Regions from separate parts of the Mus musculus genome. Here region 1 is linked to region 2. The links are chromatin contacts, called in public HiChIP or PLAC-seq maps. All regions are on one chromosome and are shown on one strand. Each heading gives the region's core, a stretch centred on a gene start, on an enhancer-like site or on the middle of the called end of the contact. The rest is flanking DNA. Distances are from core to core; before and after follow the strand shown. Region 1 has its middle 39 kb from the start of Gm20758. Region 2 has its middle 32 kb from the start of Gm30145.

The links. HiChIP or PLAC-seq counts read pairs in DNA pulled down with a chosen protein or histone mark.
Region 1: an H3K27ac HiChIP or PLAC-seq map of embryonic stem cells shows a contact between it and region 2, with 6 times the contacts expected there. The contact joins two enhancer-like sites.

The regions. Positions count from the first base shown.
Region 1 is chr10:111,912,159-111,914,940 of GRCm38.p6, reverse strand. No RefSeq gene overlaps it. Among named protein-coding and RNA genes, the nearest start is that of Gm20758, 39 kb to the right of the region's middle. Within about 2 kb of position 1,305, at least 13 of the 459 cell types and tissues checked have an H3K27ac peak or open chromatin away from gene starts, as enhancers often do. A contact at or near this core is called in embryonic stem cells, where this site is marked.
Region 2 is chr10:111,408,466-111,411,165 of GRCm38.p6, reverse strand. No RefSeq gene overlaps it. Among named protein-coding and RNA genes, the nearest start is that of Gm30145, 32 kb to the right of the region's middle. Within about 2 kb of position 1,430, at least 31 of the 459 cell types and tissues checked have an H3K27ac peak or open chromatin away from gene starts, as enhancers often do. A contact at or near this core is called in embryonic stem cells, where this site is marked.

The sequences.
Region 1 (2,782 bases), core at 56-2,555, 500 kb before region 2:
ACTATTGACAATCCTTGAGGCTAAAGAACCATTCTTTTTTTAAGGTTTCCTGAAGTATGTTTGTGTTTAACTGCTGTGTGTTTACCTTCAGAGCAAAGGCATTTATTTTATCCAAAATGAGTGATGTGGCTTGGAGGTGACCTGACTCTATAGGCTCATGGATTTGTATGTTTGAATACCTGGCCTGCAATTAATGGGCATTGTTTTAGGAGGTTACAGAACCTTTGTGACATGGGACATTACTGGTGGACACAGGCCACCAAGATTGGGCCTTGAGGATTGTAAGACTCTGCTTCCAGTCCCAAGTTTTTTGTGACTTCACCCAGGACATGAGAGGAACTCTGACATCACATCCTGTCAGCCTAGAGTAGGTGTCCCAACTGCCTTCCCTTCTATAAACTGACGGATGTGCCAGAAAACCATGAGCCGAAGTAAATCTATTCTCCCTTACATGTTTCAGTCAGAGTGGTGAGGGAGGCTGGCCCAGAGGATGGAAGAACCTGTCAGGGCTTTGGCTACACCACCTGGGTGGTTCCATATGCAAATGAGTCTAGTTGACACAATTGTCTTTTAATCTGTGCCTCACTGAGGAAAATTTCAGGCAGCTCATTTGTGGCAGAAAACTCATTCTCAAAGGCCGAGAACCTTCTTCTCAGTCATGGTACACAATTCAAAACGGAAGCCCCCCAACCATTTAAATATGATTGTAGCCTGGAAGGCTCAACTTCATTGTAGTCTGTCTGTGAAAGCACAGACAAATTTGCAGTCATTTTAAGACGGTGACGACAGGTGGCTTTCCAGATTTGCTCAAAAAGAGGACAGCATCCTGTGACTGCAAACTTGCACAGAGGAGATGGGTTCTATGGAAGGGAAGTAAAGGGCACACAAGAGAAACGCTACTTTTGAACCTGTTGGAAATATCAGGAAACGCTTAAGGGTCGTCAGTGCCGCTGCCGTGAGGAAGACTATAATCCACCACAGGAAGACTATAATCCACCACGTGAGGATTTTCTCAACAGCAGAGAAACGCAGCAGATCCTAATCAGGAGTACACTATCCGTGCTGGAAAGATGAATGAGAGATAATTACTTATAGCCAATCACTGCTTTTCTAGTGATGAGATAAGGAACTTCATTGAACCAAATTAGCATCGTCTTCAGCTTAGAAGAAACCGAGGCAGAACATACATAGAGGGAACGAACCAGAGGCGAAGAGAGTCGGGCCCACAGGTGCCATAAACACTGTCTGGCGAGACTCATGCTGGAAGAAGCTCACCCCAAACAGCCTCGCCTTTATTCTCCGTTGGGGAAATTCCCAAGTGGAATTTCTCCATGAGGGCACTTTCTATACAAATGCAAAATACCACGCAGTGGGGTGGGGTTGAGGTGGGGTGGGGTTGGGTAAAACACTAAGCAGCTGCCAGACAGCTCCTTAGTAAGAAATCATTTCAACAACAGTTGTGTGGCAAAGATCTCCACATTGGTGGGGGTGGGGTCCTATAGTAGCCGGTGCAGAGAGCAATCTAGGGGAGAATCCTTGTGTTCGGATATTGGGGTTTAGTTGTGGAAAGCCATTAATCAAATCGTCCCTAGATGAGGATGTAGTTACAGATGGTGATATAAAAAGCAATGTGCAGGAAAAGCGGGGTTTAAGAAGCATATGGCTTCATCTAGCACGAGGCCTCCGAGAGCCTCTGAGGGCGTGGCCACTGAGGTCAATGTGGATAGATGCGCGGGAGAGAGTGATGTGAAGACCAGGAAAACAGACTCGTTCTGAGCAAGGTAAGAGTATATCCAATACCCACTAAAATACAGTCTCCGTTCCATGGAAGATACAGGGTGCTGTAAATGTTTCACCATGAGTGACGCTTGAGAACGTTCTGCTAAGTAAAGGAGGTCAGAGAGACGCAAAAAATATGTCACTTACATGAAATGTCTATGTTAGGAAACTCCACAGATGTTTAAAAAAAAAAAACAACCACCAAAAATACTACCACCAACAGCAACAACAACAAATACTCAACACTGCCAGGAAACAAAAAGATAGACGATAAATAAATAAATAAATAAATAAATAGCTTGTTTGTATGATTAGTTGGTATTCTGCCTTGCACCGCATGCACATGCGCACTGGCCACCAGCCGCTGCCTGCTGTCATGCTGGCTTTGTCTCTCCTGGTCCCCTGTTGTTTTGGCCATCCTTCCACACTGCTGCCTTTCAGTTCCTGGAAGAGACCGGGCTCACTCTGCCAAAAGGAAGACCTTTGAACATACTGCTTATTTTTTAAAAATGTACTCAAATACCAAAACATACAACTTACTTTTTAAAGCATTTTAAATCAGACACCTCAATCATATTTCCGTATATTCCCAATTGTTGCCTAAACAACGGAGTCACAGTTACCAGGCCCTGGGGATGGGGGAATGAGATAGATCTATATATGGAACATAGACTATGGTTATGAAAGAGTAGTAAACTCAGTGCTCCAAGGTATGCTAATCATGAAGCAGATAGTGACATTCTTCCACCCACCCACTTCCTGAGTTCAAGGAGTATTCATTCAAAGAAAGTCACCCTGACCATTACCGGAAGCTGCAATGCAAATGTGCTATTGTTAGGGGCTCTTAGAAACTGTCTTGAGAGTTAACAATTACCACGTATTCCTTGTGACACCTGTGACTTTGTACTTCCTTGTGACTCTTATCTGGTATTTTTGGTATTTTCCAACAACGCCCTTCCCACCTCCTTGAGTTGTGGTTCTTTCCTTTAAATACCCCCTTACT
Region 2 (2,700 bases), core at 181-2,680:
CTTAACTGTTTAATTCCTGTTGAGAAAGGCAACATCTGTGCCGGGCATGGTGGCGCACGCCTTTAATCCCAGCACTCGGGAGGCAGAGGCAGGCGGATTTCTGAGTTCGAGGCCAGCCTGGTCTACAAAGTGAGTTCCAGGACAGCCAGGGCTACTCAGAGAAACCCTGTTTCAAAAAACCAAAAAAAAAAAAAAAAGTTTTATTTGTAATTGAATGTATGTATGTATGTATGTATGTATGTATGTATGTATGTATGTATGTGTGTGTCAGTGTGTGGGTATGTGCATATAAGTGCTGGTGTCCACAGAGGCCAGAAGAGAGTTTTGAGTCCCTTGGAACAGGCATTATAGGTTGTAAACCACCTCATGTAGGTACCGGGGGACCTAAGTTGGGTCCTCTGCAAATGACTGAGCCATCTCTCTAGCCCCAAGAATAACTGTTTAGGGGGCTGGAGAGGTAGGTCAGTGGTTAAGAGCACTGACTGCTCTTCCAGAGGTCCTGAATTCAATTCCCAGCAACCACATGGTGGCTCACAACCATCTGTAATAAGATCTGCTGTCTGCTTCTGGTGTGTTTGAAGACAGCTACGATGTACTTGAATAAATAAATAAATAAATAATCTTTTTTTTAAAGAATAACTGTTCACATGAATTAATATCAAGTGACTTTGATAGGATGCTGACTGAAGGGCACATATTCTTGTGCTTGCCCAGGAAACCGTATTACTGCCTCAGGAGAGTGCATTCTGTCCTGTCTGCTCATGCAGATGGTAAGTGCTGGATGTCCCCTTCAGGGCTCTGCTTTCCCTAGCTGTACCAACTTGCCCTCTCAAGCATAGGTTACTCCTGGAAATTTTGGGAATCGCTGGTGGGCTCCAACTGTCTCCCATGGTAACAGCTGGATGTTGTGGCTAGTCATCTGTGACCAGCTGTGCCAGTGGATGAAAGGCAGCTGTGGTTTTTGCTTGTTTTGTTGTTTTACTAAATATATACAGGCCTGACCTTTTTCCCCGAAGAACAAAATGACAACTGCTCTTGTCATCTTTACAAGTCTCAGAAAAAAGTCTTACTGACCCTCGGAGAACAGTGGTGGGAGTAGTCTTCGACACCTGGGGTAGACGGCTTTAAATACCCCCAAGTTGTATAAGACAAGGCTATTGTAAGACTCTGGGGAGCCTTAGCTTACTGGGGACCCCCTGAGTGAAGCATGTGGAGTCAGGATCAATGCAAAAAGCAAGAGGAATTTATTGTTGAAGTGCATTGGGGTCGTCCCAGACCCTAAGGAGAGGCGCTGATCACCAGCACCAGTTCAGTGAGGTTTTATATGGTTTCCAGGGGCAGAACAGAGCATCAGCAACTAGGCACAATATGAATGGCGGAATTCTGCACCCTTTAAACTGATTGGTCTTTAGGGAAAGAGGTGACAAGGACTTCCCTTGCCTGAAGGTGGGCAATAGGTCCTTCCTGTCCCCACCTTCGGGGCGGTTCTGCTCTGTTGTCTTAGAAATGTTAATTAGGCTCTCCCATCCAGAGGCACGAGTGTTTCAAGACCTTCTCAAAGTTCCTAAGCTGACCTTTTCACCATCTTTAGTAATAGCCACATAGTCATTAGGACTAATAATCCACCCCTTGGTTTTTGTTTTTGTTTTTTTCATTTAGTTTTAAAATTCACAATGTAAAATGAAGACTTCCAGTATTAAAAATATTTTTCTAAGTTTTTCTAAACGGTGTCACCCACCACTAAAATTTGCTCACACTCAACGGAAATATCACACGGTGCCTCTTGCGTTCTTCATCGCTGCTTTCAAATTTAAATACAAGTTAAAAAGGACTCAGCAGACGTCAGAAACGAAGTCAGTCAAATTTGGCTAATTATTTTTGGTCTACTTTTCTTTTTTAGAGTTCCACTACTTTGCATACTTAATTAGTGTTCTGAGGTGAATTGAACCTATAACCTATAAACTCGCTCTGCGCAAACACTCTGCCACTGAACTACATTATCAGCTCAAACCCCAGGTGTGTAAGTTGTGGAGAACTATTGGGCCTTGAAGGAATTTGGCAGGAATTTGTCGTTGGGCTAGGACACAGAAGTAGGCTCAGGCAGGAATTTGACTTTGGGTTGGGGCTCAGGAATTAGGCTCAGATTAAGAACATTTACATTTGGGCTAATGCAAAGCTCAGAGAGAGCTCACATCATCCTGAAACAGTGATCATGGGACTTTTGTGTTTATTGCCTTATCTGTTCCTTAACCTAGAACTGAACTTATTATTTGCATGTACTTAAAAGCAGACTGGGAAAAAAATAAACCCGCTTCGGCCTCAGCACAGGCTGGGGTCATGCTACAGTCTTGTCTAATTGTCTTTTTCTGTTTAATCTTCGCTCCCTCCCTGGAGAACCCTTTGGCTGACTGAGCTGGCTTGGTCAGTCAGTGTAGGGATGCCCAGTGCTGCAGGACTCGGAGACAGCCTAGGCTGACTCAAACGATCCCCGGCTCCCAGAGTCTGCCCTAACCAGGTTCTTTATTGTGATTCCACACGGAGCTGTGGGAAGGAGGTGTAGAGGTGGAGGGTCAGCGTTCCTTCTGGGCTCTGCCGGACAGTTACCTGACAATAGACTGGCAGGCCTGCCTTACTATAAAAGGGCCTGTTTGGTCCCTCCTGGCTCTCTTACTCCCTTGTTATCTCTGCCTCTTCTCTCCC